Regions from separate parts of the Mus musculus genome. Here region 1 is linked to region 2. A link is a contact called in public HiChIP or PLAC-seq data. All regions are on one chromosome and are shown on one strand. Each heading gives the region's core, a stretch centred on a gene start, on an enhancer-like site or on the middle of the called end of the contact. The rest is flanking DNA. Distances are from core to core; before and after follow the strand shown. Region 1 has its middle 9.7 kb from the start of Gm41497. Region 2 has its middle 23 kb from the start of Slc5a3.

Evidence for each region. HiChIP or PLAC-seq counts read pairs in DNA pulled down with a chosen protein or histone mark.
Region 1: a contact with region 2 is called in an H3K27ac HiChIP or PLAC-seq map of extraembryonic endoderm stem cells. The contact joins two enhancer-like sites. A contact is called at or near these places in 3 of 39 promoter capture datasets (the HPC-7 cell line, cranial neural crest and frontonasal cranial neural crest), 1 of 484 Hi-C or Micro-C datasets (the G1E-ER4 cell line) and 3 of 115 datasets of contacts at active chromatin or transcription factors (differentiating embryonic stem cells, embryonic stem cells and extraembryonic endoderm stem cells).

The regions. Positions count from the first base shown.
Region 1 is chr16:92,233,073-92,239,436 of GRCm38.p6, reverse strand. No RefSeq gene overlaps it. Among named protein-coding and RNA genes, the nearest start is that of Gm41497, 9.7 kb to the left of the region's middle. Within about 2 kb of position 4,541, at least 58 of the 459 cell types and tissues checked have an H3K27ac peak or open chromatin away from gene starts, as enhancers often do. A contact at or near this core is called in extraembryonic endoderm stem cells, where this site is marked.
Region 2 is chr16:92,032,433-92,038,477 of GRCm38.p6, reverse strand. No RefSeq gene overlaps it. Among named protein-coding and RNA genes, the nearest start is that of Slc5a3, 23 kb to the left of the region's middle. Within about 2 kb of position 2,832, at least 7 of the 459 cell types and tissues checked have an H3K27ac peak or open chromatin away from gene starts, as enhancers often do. A contact at or near this core is called in extraembryonic endoderm stem cells, where this site is marked.

The DNA of each region.
Region 1 (6,364 bases), core at 3,292-5,791, 200 kb before region 2:
CGTACCCTCCACCAATGTTTTCTTCCAACCCTTAGTACAAAGATGTCTTATTGAGGCCCTGGAGCCCACTCAGAAGTCTTTGGGTTGATTTAATTCCTCTTTGTTGACATGGAGAGTGTACTGAATCCTGTCTCTATCCACAGACTGTGACAAGAATCCAGAGTTCCTTGTTAGACGTTGGGCTTGGATGAGAACATCCATTGCAGGGGACTTGGCTAGGGACATGAGCAACTGGAGAAAGGACAGAGAGGAGGCGGGGTCATACAAAGGGGGATCATTTCCTCCTCTTGGAAGAACTTCTAGAAGAGACAACACGTGAGACCAGCATCTTTACAGGTGAGAGATCCAGGAAGAGGGACCCAGGAACCCTTTAGGGGGACAGAAGCCTCCTGTGACTCCCCCACAAACTTTCAGCCTGATGGAGGCCTAGGAGATCTGCTGTTAGGCAGCACCTTCAGGGCATGTCAAGGAGAATTTGTTCATGAACTCTTAACACTATGGCTAACCGGACTAGACCAGTATAAAGACAGCATCAGTTGACATGCTAGTACTGACAGGAGAAACCTCACATAGCCTCCTGGAGAGCTACAAGTGGTCAGTGATTGCTAAAAGAGAGACAATCAGCTCCTTCCCAGGACAAGTTTCCACACGGATGTCCAGTCTCAAGTGGACACATATACACAAGAACAAAGTCAAATGGACTCCATAAGTTAAATACATATGTGTGCACATACACAGCCATAAATATATACATGTAACAATAATAATTAAAGAAGAAAATAGCAGGGTGCAGGTGGATTCATGCTTTCCCTCTCTCACACTCTGATTTCCACCCACTACCTCATAGCTTCCATCCCTGTCAAGAAGGGAAGAACTGTCATGGCAGTACACCCCCCCCCCCTCGACCCCCAGTCACTCCCTCATCACTCTTGATGTTTGACCATTCCTTTACTCTATCTGACATCATAGCTTAGGTAGGGCATCCTCTCTCTGTTCGTGCTCCCAAAGCACCCAACAATACTTCGATCTCTCTCTCCAACACTAAACTCCCCGCTGCTAGAAGTCAGGACTACCTGTGGTAGGCAGGGTTCTGGGGGCGCTCAGCACAAATGTCTGACTCATAGTTCCCTAGCTCAGATCAAATGAGGATGTGAGTGAACGAACCAGGAACGAACCATAGGAACGACCAGCCATCCAACCCCACCCGAGTAATATAGGCCCTGCTGGGCGCTGTGCACCATGCTGTGCCGTAGAGATACCCCTGTGAGGGGAAAGAGTTACCGAGGTGTCGGACATGAAGGGAACACTCTGGCTACTGTCCAAGTGAGCAAAGTTTGGCTGGGGTGTAGACCTGGTCCCGTCATCACAGTGTTCCTCTAAATCACGTTCCAGTGGACCTGGTCCGCCATCACAGTGCCTCTCTGACTCTTGTTCCAGTCAGTGTACCTGGTCCGTCATCATAGTGGCCCCTCTAATCCACTTCCAGTAGGCCTGGTCCGTCATCACAGTGTTCCTCTGACTCACATCCCAGTGGACCTGGTCCGTCATCACAATGCCCCTCTGATTCCCATTCCAGGCTCATTGCTAGCATTGTTCCTTGGGGCTATTTGAAGCCTTCTCTGGTGGTTCCTTATTAGTGAGAACCATTTTGGCAATTTGGATGGTAATTTTGTCCTACTGTCATTAGTGTGGCGGGAGTGAGGAATGTTCAGCATCCCTCCATGCCTAGGATAGTCCTCTGTGGAGAACAGCTGCCCCAACACCGGGCCTCATTGCCAAAGGCTTCATCAAAGCGTCATGTAGGTAAAAGCTGGGCTCTGCTTTACACATAAACAAAGTCGTTCTCAGAAGCTCTTTAGAAAATGCTGAAGTTTCCAGGAAGGAGATTACTGTGTAAAGTGAGGGAAGATTATATTGTTTACCAAGAGCCAACCATCATTTGGGACACGATGTTACCACCAGGAGGGCCCTTCAGTGCTGGGGTCACACAGCTGGCCCGCAACAGGCTGCACGTGTGCGTCAATGTGACTGAGAGCCTGCCCATGGCTCAAGGATCCCCATTCCCTCCCACACTTCCACCTCAACATTTACTAGAGGAAACACATTATTATTATTATTATTATTATTATTATTATTATTATTATTATAACTATAAATTGCCTTCTAATTATCTTTAAGTTTCGGATTCTGTTAAGTCTAAGATAATAGGTTATGTGAAGAGATTACATGTAGAACTATCATGGGCTGAATGGTGTCCACTGGAGAAGACCTGTCAAAATTCTAAACTCCAGCAGCTTAAAACATACTTAATAAGTAAAGGCCTTTATAGAGATAATCAAATGAGGCTGGAGCCTCATTTTAATTTAAATAAAGATTTAAATTAAATAAAGATTAAATAAAAATTAATTTAAATAAAGACGACTGGAATCTTTATTGAAAAAGCAAAACAGACACAAAGACACTTGTGAAGAGAAGATGACAAACAGAAAAGGAGTGAGTACACAGTGGAGTAGGAAATGTGGCTCAGTGGTTTGAACATTTGTTACTCTAGCCAAAACCCAGCATCCACATCAGGTAGCTCACAGCCTCCTGTAGCTCTTGCTCCAGCTGATCTGGCACCTTCTTCTGGCCACCAAAGATTCCTGTACTTATGTGCACAGTCCCACACACGTACACATAATAAAAAATAAAATAAATCAGAGACAGGCAGATCTCTATTAGTTGGAGCCAACCTAATCAATACATTGAGCTCCAGGCCAGTTAGGGCTACCTAGTGAGACCCTGTCTCAAAACATAATCTTTTTATTTATATATACACGTAATTATTTTGTTGTTGAGACAGGGTCTGGCTGTGTCATCCTGTCTGGCTTAAAACTCTGCCTCTGCCTCCTGAGTGCTGGGATTAAAGGTATGTGCCACCACGCCTAGCCCATAATCTTTGTATTTTAAAGGACACTGAGACAAGTTGCTGTCTACAAACCAGAGAAAGACCAGAAACAGAAACACCCTGGGAAGAAGGCAGCCTGGCCCACACCTTGATCTTTGACCTCTGCCTCCCAGAGACTGAGACAATACATTTACGACTTATGTTTCTTGAGCCTCATAGTCTCTGGGTTTTTGTTATGTCACTCTTAGCTAAATAACATGATTTTATTCCAGAGAACAAAAGAGATGTGAAATACAGTACACAAATAGAAAGATTTGGGGGACAGTGTGCTTGGGACAGACTCTTCTATTTGAACTGTCAAATAGAGCTGTTGAAAATGATTCCAAATGGCAGTAATAATATAAAAAGTAGGCTTGGCCTGGCAGCAAGCCAACGGTAGAATGGATAAGTACACTATCAGAAATAATGAAAGTCTTAAATATCTAGCAAAAGCCAAGCAAACCTGCAGCCTGTAGACTTCTGGAGCTCGAGAGGGATTGACCACAGCAGTTAAGTTTAAAATACAAAAACAAAAACAAAAACCATTTCAGCTTCTGGGGTGCTCTGGACACTCTTCTTGATGTCTACAAACAGCTCTACTTGGGTCAAGCTTTACTGTGCATGAAGTACCTTGTGCTTTATGCAGCTGAACCAGTCCAAAGATACAGGCAGGGCAGAGAAAAGGATCCTCGTTTTTAGAAATGAGACGTCTGTGGCTGTGAGACTCATTTGCCTGAGTTAAATAATTAATTTTTGTTTTACTAACCATAATTTATTTTGGTTATAAGAAACAGTAAGCAGTGTTAAGTAACTCAGAGGTAAAACAATTAATAGTCTGGATTCTCCCAAGCGGTGTGAGACTGCCCTTTAGGCGAGCAGACCCACAATTTCCCCTGAGGCCCTCTCTCCTACAGGGAGTAGAGGGTCTTTACCCACACAGCTGCTAAAAAGATAAGCCCACGGCCTGTCCTCAAGACCTCATTCTCTGATCAAAGTTCCAACTCCCTGATGAGAAAACATTAAACTGCCGTTTGAGCCTATGTCTGTCAACTGTGGCCTGAGGAAAGGGTCATGTGACACAAGCAAGGTGTGGTAGGGGCTTGGTAGAGAAAGGAAAATCAGGTGGCTGACCGAAAGGTCAGGGAGACGCACACCCGCTGTCTTTCTACTCCATTCAAACGCTCCAGGCTGTTCAAGTTTGCTTTCTGTTGCTGTGAGAAATACCACGACCAAAAGCAACGTAGGGAGGAAATGGCTACGTTGTCTGTAATAATTAGGTGTTTGGATCAGAATTCTTCTGCATATTTGGGTCATCTGAACAGTGAGAGGTGACATAAAAGGTATACCTGCCACTTTAATCAAAACTCTGGCTGGCGCCCATATTTCCCTTGCTGGCCATTGGGCAGCTTCCTTTGCTGTGACCCACACATATGAGGGATGTCTCAGGATGTGGGAGAATGAGGTGTCTAAGCTGCATCTCCAGAGGCTTTTCACACCGTGCTGTTTACGACCATCTCAACTGGCCTCTGTGCCTCTCGCCTCTGTCTCCTAACTGTCCTGTCTCTCAGAAGCCTACCGCTGTAATCCCTCTTTCATGCTGCCAAAGGTTTATCTCGGGACTCACAGCTAATCAGATTCTGTGGACTCTCAGATGCCCAGTGCCTACAGTCAGGCCATCCTCATTCCTGTCACCAGTTTCCCTCTGTTTACACATTAACACCAACTTGGCTCTGCTCTGCACATACATTCCTTTTCATTATCACCATGGTAAACACGATTGTTCTTACTCTCCAGCCTTACAGACGTCAGTTCTCAGATCACAAGCCAAAGGTCACAGGCCAGTAAACACTAGAATTACATTTTGAATTCAGATCTGACTGGAAAGCAAATTCCTTTTCTACTTGGTCACGCTAAACTAATGTGTTGCTGCTCTCCGGGGACACTGAACCAGAGTGGGAGAGAGAGAAACAGAAGTAGAGACAGACAATGACAGAGACAGTGACAAAGGTGACTAGGAACTGATTTGTGTGATTATAGATCTAAATGAAGATGAAGATAAGAAAACCTGAGGTGCAGGGTATGGTGTGGTAGTGCACACCTTTAATCCCATCACCCAGGATGCTGAGGCAAGCTGGTCTCTGAGTTTGAGGCCAGCCAGAGCAAGTTCTAGGACATCCAGGACCACACAGAGAAACACTGTTTGGGGGGTGGGGGATGGGGTGGGGTGGCATAAATTCAGTTAGAGTCCTAATGTTTGAGAACCCAAGGAAGCTGATGCTCTAAGTCCCGGGATCTTAGGACAGAAAGCTTCAGTCTCCTCTCCCTCTTCCATTCATTCTATCAGTGAATGCTTATCCGCATTCTAGAGTCCACTGATTCAAATGCCAACCGTGGAACCAAATACAATGGGTTGACTTCTGGGTGAGTCGAAAGCCACGGGCAAGCATAGTCAGAGAAATAACAGGCAAGATTTATTACCAACAACAAACTCCCCAAACAATGGCCTCCCTGACAAAGGAAAGGCAGGCTTGGTTTAAGTACGCACACTTACCCACTTAAGGAAGAACTTTAGGAGAAGGTACCGACCTGAGCATGCTCAGTCTAAGACTGCAGTTCGAGGGGAAGATAGTGAAGACGTTTATGGATATGCTTATTTCATACATTATGGGGCACATACTAGAGGCATTAAAATGGCAAAGAGCTGTGCCTTGGGGCATTCTCGATTTGTGTTGTAAAGATGATGGACAGAAACTCCTCTGTGCATGCTCAGTTTTCTCCAAGATTTTTAACAGCAAGAGGTAGGTAGAAAGTATTTTGAAAGTATATTGATAGAGGCTTTTGCCCCTAGGGATGCCTGCTTCACTCAGAGGCTCTAACAATGTCAGCCTAAAACACCCCCACAGAAATACCCAGAAATATTGCTTCATAGAAATAACATAGAAATAACTTCCTCCTGGAAGTTGGGTGAAAAATAAAATCAACAATCACTCCCAAGTAGCCATGGCCAATTAGGCTATGATTCTCAAATGGGAAACATGAAATCCACCATAGAGATATCATGTATCTATTTAGCTGGAAATGATACTTAGTGTTGACTGTGTAAGGAGCTGAAAGCTGAACCCCACCCACATGCGTTGTTAGCACTCAGACTTATGTTGGTTATGGAAGAGCAGGCAGAAGACAAGAAGGCGTGAAGCTTTGAGGCAGAAGGAAGGGGGAATAACTAACTACTGCTTCTGGGTTGGATGGAGCGACAGCACGGGGCCTTAATACGGGAATGATGTGCAGTGGCCTCCAGATTCAAATAGAAGTTTCAATTCACACTGAGGTCACTACATACTTAGTGTACTTTTGGTTTTCCTGAAGCTATTCGCTGATATCTTGTATCTCTTCCTTCTTCTGTCCTCCAGCCCTTGCCTTTAAATTTATAACAGCTCC
Region 2 (6,045 bases), core at 1,583-4,082:
TGCTACTGTTATGAATCCTAATCTAAATCTCAGTGTTTTTCCGATGGTCTTGGGTAACCGTTGAAAAGGTTGACTCACAAGGGGTCGCGACCCCCAGGTTGAGAACTGTTGCCTTAGAACAAGCGTTGCTAGAGTGTCACGGTCCAAATCCAGGTAGGCATTCAAGCATGCAGCAGCTGTTTACAGTGAGGATGGAGCCAATACGGGAACTGGTCAATGATACTTGAGGTCATATGGCTACCCACTCAGTCACGCTCTCGTGTCCCACTCTGTTGCCCGTTGTGGTTGCTTCCTCCGGCTTGTGTATACTTCTACGGCTGCTGTTTGTTCTCAGCTCCGCAGCTTTGTCACCAGCTCCTAACAACCTTCTGAATTTCCCCGCTCCTCCTCTGTGGCACAGCCACCTGCATTTACTTCTGCAATTGTATTTACCACACAGCGTGGTGACACTCTTTGCAAGTGTGTGTTCCCTTCCGGACCCCTATCCGTGCTTTACACAGAAGGCTTTAGAAGATTCTTCTTTCTCTGACTGTGTTAGGCCAACATCACGTCTTCCACTGACATTTCTATAAATACTTCCAGAAGGTGCCCTGCTGGCTTGCTCAGGCTATGGTTAAAGTTGTAAACAGAGGTCTCTACCAGTTTTCAAACCATCTATTTTCCTCCACTCCACTTTCTTTTATGGCTTCCTCCCCGAACTGTGTTCTCTGGGATTAAAGACAGACAGACATGTGCTAAGATGAAGATAAATAAATACTCAAGTAAAAAAGAGTCAACACTCAGATGTTGATAAATGGTGTAGTAGATCTAAACTCAATACTACTGAAATGTCATATGTAAGAATGTAAGAAAAAGGCTCATTATTAACTTATTTTATTTCTAATTAAAATATAATTACAAAACTGTCCCCTTCCAGTCCCTCTTATGCCCTCTTCCTCTCAAGTTCATGGCCTCTTTTTAATTATTTTACACACACACACATCCATTATTTGTATGTATATGCTGACCACTGGTAGATAACCAATTAAGGGCTAGTTAACTGTAGCTCATCCAGGGATGGGGCCCTGTGAGAGTCCCCTACCACACTGGCATATAACCCAAAAAGCAGTTTCTTTTAGCAGTGGAAAGGGACTGGTACTTCTATATCATTGTATGGTGCCCAGCCCTGACTGGTACATCCACAGCATAACCATATATACCTCAGGCTCAGGGAGAGGGGGCAGGAAGACTAAAACAAGCCAGAGGACCAGGGAGTGTACTGTGAGATTGTGTCTTCTAGATATGACCAGGAAGCTATACCCAGGAAATCCCAACAATAACAATATGGCTGCTAACAAGTCCTATACAATGGCAACAGCAGTTAACACGACGAAAGGCTTTTAAATAAAATAATGAACGAGTGTGCTGGGAGTAGCTCTCAGGGCACACCTAAATGCTCACAGGTGAAACCCTCCTTAAAAATGTCACCTTTCACCTCAGCCAATTCCACTGTGGTCCCTGTCGTAAAAATAAGGGTGTGGATTTAATGTGGTGAAGTGGAACTGTGAGGTCAAAATCCACTTAAAAATAAGCACAATGGAACGGAAATGTGCGTGAAGATTGCTTCTCACTGGGACGTGACGGCTCCCAGTGCTTTATCACAAGTGACAGGCAAATGTCTGGAAGTCACAGACAATGTGTAGTAAGTTACAAGGCAGGCAACCCCAGGAGTCCTGTGTATCCCATGGGGCACATTCGAGTGTGACCGGCAGGCAAGCCCAGAAGGAGAGCAAGGGAGAGGCTAGTACACAAAGACTTGAAGAAAATGGCTAAAATCATGGGGAACTTTCCAAACATTCTAGTTTCATTTTCCTTGACCTAGGGGAAGATTTCACACCCAAAGCAAATTATGAACACGATGACAGTATCTTGCATTTTTTTTCTTTGAAGTACATTAAGATAACTTCTAAACAGGAGTCATGAAATCCAATGAGGAATTTGGAAACTTAGTGTGTAAGTAACTAAAAGTGCCAAAATCTCCAAAACTGAAAAACAAAGGCATAGTCATCTTAAAAACAAAATATGAGAGCCCGGTGTGATGGCGCACGCCTTTAATCCCAGCACTTGTGAGGCAGAGGCAGGCGGATTTCCAAGTTCAAGGCCAGCCTGGTCTAGAGAGTGAGTTCCAGGACAGCCAGGGCTACACAAAGAAACCCTGTCTCGGAAAACCATAAATAAATAAATAAATAAATAAATAAATAAATAAATAAATAAATAAATAAGACATGAGGAAAGATCTGTAAGTGAGCCACTTGTCTGAGTTACAACAGACCATAACCCACTAGAGGGAAAGGCATATGCCAGTAGATAATATAATTCACCCGTCTGAAGAAACACTTGGATATTAGCATCAAAGGACCCACCCAAGAGGAGGCAGCCATACCTAAGATGGTCCACAGAGCATGTCGGAGTAGAACTGCTGGTACTAAGGCTGGAAAGGATTCTTTCCAGTTGCAGACCAGAATAAAATTGTGCTGAGGGCAGCTGTGGAAATACTCAGCAAACTGGAAGGGTGAAACATTGTTCCGAAGAGATCTAGGAGCTCTGTTCCTAGCCAAACCGTGACTTAGGTGTGGTTATGAAAGAGAAACAGGTTTGGTTGGACAAAGAGTCAGATCGCATACAACCTAAGTTCTTTCCAAAGAAGCTATTTCAAGATTAATCCAAAGAAAACGAGCCTGAATTCAAATGAGAAGAAAGGGAAACTTTTGCATGGTCTAAGTACACTAACCAACATGCAGTGAACATCCATTTGCCAGGAACCAACACCATCACCAAAAGGAAAACCAGCAGATGCTGGGAGGGAGAGCGAGTCTTTGATTCATCTGCTCTTTCTGAGACTCCCAGATGAAAAACAGAATCAGACTTAAAACATCAAAAATCTATATAACAGTAATAATAATGACCAACATGTCTGGGCTTAGTCTGATAGAAGCAATGTTTCGAACAATACATTGTATCTTCTTTAAACTTCCTGATAAGGGCCAAGGTTAGACACAATTAGCTCCATTGTGCACATGAAGAAGCTGGAAGAGTCAGGAAGACAATAGAATGAAGCAGAAGACAGGAATGCTGGGAACAGAAGGGACCGGTAGGAGGGGGGCAGGGAGATGGGGGGGGAGATTCAGGAAGACACAGGGGAGTCAGGGAGATGAAGATATGGGGTGGGGGGCAGGGATACCAGAGGGCAGAGGGAAAGGGGAGAGGGAGATGCAGGGGGCAGGGAGATGCAGGGGCAGCCAGGGAGATGGAGATGCAAAAGGGGGGGGGGGGCGCCAGAGAGACACCAGGGTGGAGGGAGAGGGGGAGGGAGAAGCAGGTGGGCAAGGAGATAGGGGGAGGGTGATGCAAGGGGCAAGAAGAACCAACCGAAATGAACTATGTGTGAAACCTCACATAAACAACTCATCTTGTAAGCTAATTTTAAAAATTAAAAGTAAGGGTCTAGAGAGATGGCTCAGCAGTTGACAGCACCTGCCACTCTTTCAGAGGGCCGAAGTTCAGTTCCCAGCACCCACATCAGGTGGCTCACAGCTGTCTGTGACTCCACGTGAGTCTGTGGGAGCCTGCTGGCTGCTTTCTTCTTTTGCAGGGTTGTTTTAGCTAGGGTGGGGTCCCTTGTGCTTCTATAGGAGCTGAAAGACCACCTTGTCAATTTCTGTAAAACCCAAAAGGGTGCCTGGATCTTCCACAGGGATTCTGTCGGACCTGAACATCAGTGTAAGGAGTGCTGTCATCTACCAGGCCCCGGACACAGCTGTCTCTTCGGAGTTTGGTCAGGCCCCTTTAATTCCGTGTGGTTCTCAGCAAGACAGCTTTTCACTCCTTTTGTTGAATTCATCCCTCAGATGGTCGAGGGAGCCATTGCAAATGAGTCACTTTTTTTGATTTCATGTTGGCATTGCTCATCACCAGCATGCACAAAAGCACCTGAAATATATATCTATATATTTATGTATAGGTATATAGATATCTGTATCTATATGGGATGCCTAAGAATTTTCTACATACAAGGTTTCTTTATTCTATTTATTCGTGTCTTAGGCATGGTTTCCATTAAAGTTTATTTTTAATGTGTGTGCATGTGTGTGGTCTGTGCACACATAGACATGTGCATGAAGATGTTGGAATGCAGCCTCAAGCATCATCCCCAGGCACACCGGCCACCTTCTTTGAAACACCAAGTAGGGCAGAATGGCTCTCCAGGGAGCTCTAGGGACCCCCTGCCTCTGCCTCTGCCTCCCCAGAACTGGAATCACAAGTGAACATCACTATGCCTCGCTGTTCATGTGGGTACAGGGAACTGAACTCAGAACTCATGCTCTTTACTAACTGATCCGTCTTCCAGCTTCTCCTTTAGATTCCTTTAAGAAAATAACATTGAATGATTAAGGCCATTGTGCAGTAAATCTAGGGTCTGTGCTCAATCTCTGCTCCCCACATCTTGCTATGTGATCTCTCCTGAACTTTTACCATGATGCTGTTTGCCAAGAGGCCCTCACTCAAGGTTGAACACACAGAGACACCCCCCACTTTGCTGCCAAGGCTCTTCCACTAAACTATTCCCCAACTGACACCCAGTTTGGGATTTTGAGCCTCCAGAACTCTAAGCCAAATAAACCTATTTTCTTTGTACACAGCCCAGCCTCAGATGTTCTTGTTATAGCAAAGAAAACAGACAACCACCTTTCTCAATTTGGCCTCCAATATATCCTTAGACTCTACAAATAGACAACCACCCCAGGAGTTATTGATATCAAAGAGAATGAAGCTACTCTATGGAAGTGATACAGGCCGGATGACCTCTCTCCTATTTTACAGCTTCCCCTTTTGTTAAAGCCATACATCTGTTGATTTCAATGAGCTGAATTGTTCTTGGGTCCGAGAAGATGGCAGATACTCCTCTGATCTTGGTGTCATCCCAATGGTTGTCTTCCCTCAACCTGGTTTTCTTGGTCACTCAAACCCAGTAGTTAAGGATGCCTTCCTCCTGAAAGAAACAGCAGAAGCCAGGGGCATCTCCAGACAGAGGAAGGCACGGTACACACCATCACACATGGCAGAGGGGTGTATTGCCCCACAAACAGAAATCACAACTCATTAACAGTAAGTATGAAAATAGCTACTGACCCATAAGATTGGACAAAGACCCTTGAAGAGGGGGAAGTGTCTGCATATCGACTCTTTGGCAACCCAGGTGACAATACAGTTCAGGCTCAACTGGTTGAAGTGTACCTTCCAAAGGCTACAACTGGCCCTGACCCCAGACACAAATTTAGGCACACAGGAGGTCAGGAATGGGTCAGTAAAGCTCAAATGGAGAATGAACAGGTACAAACTGGCTCACAGGCTATCAGACATGACTGTGGGGACGAAAGCTACCAGCTACGTATTCTCCTGTAGCGTGTACGCTTCTTTCTCGCCTCCCAAGTAGCCAGTACCTGAGGCTGACCATAGCCCCTCACTCCAGCATAGATGGAGGTGCAGGAAACAGAAGGAGGGCAGTCTTCCGTGATTGAAAGTCCGCGCGTGTCCTCTGATCTTCCGCGCACTGGGCGTGGGAGGCCGGTAGCGGATGGAGGGGTTTTATTGCACTTTAGCATGTGACTGAACATGTGGTAAATTGAAACATTGTCTTGAGGAATTGTAGGTATTTCCAGCGGAGAAATATGAGAAGAGTTTGATCCAGCAATGTTGTCTTGAATTTTAACTAGTGTTCCTTGGCAGAAATCGAAAGCCAACATGGACAAACGGACGCTCTAAAACTCCTAACTCGTGGGCAGGGGACTGAAGGCTCGGGCCATGCTGCTGCCTTTTTCTTTAAATGTGAAGAACTACACAATCAATCTCTTTCTTGTGAGACTTCTCCCATTAGGCCTTAACAACCCAAATCAAATGATGAGTCCCTCCAAGGCCCATCTACCCCCTGGGTACCAACCTCCCCCATGGGCACCAACTCTTCCTTTGGATACCAACCAGTCCCATGGGTACCATCTCTTTTCCTGA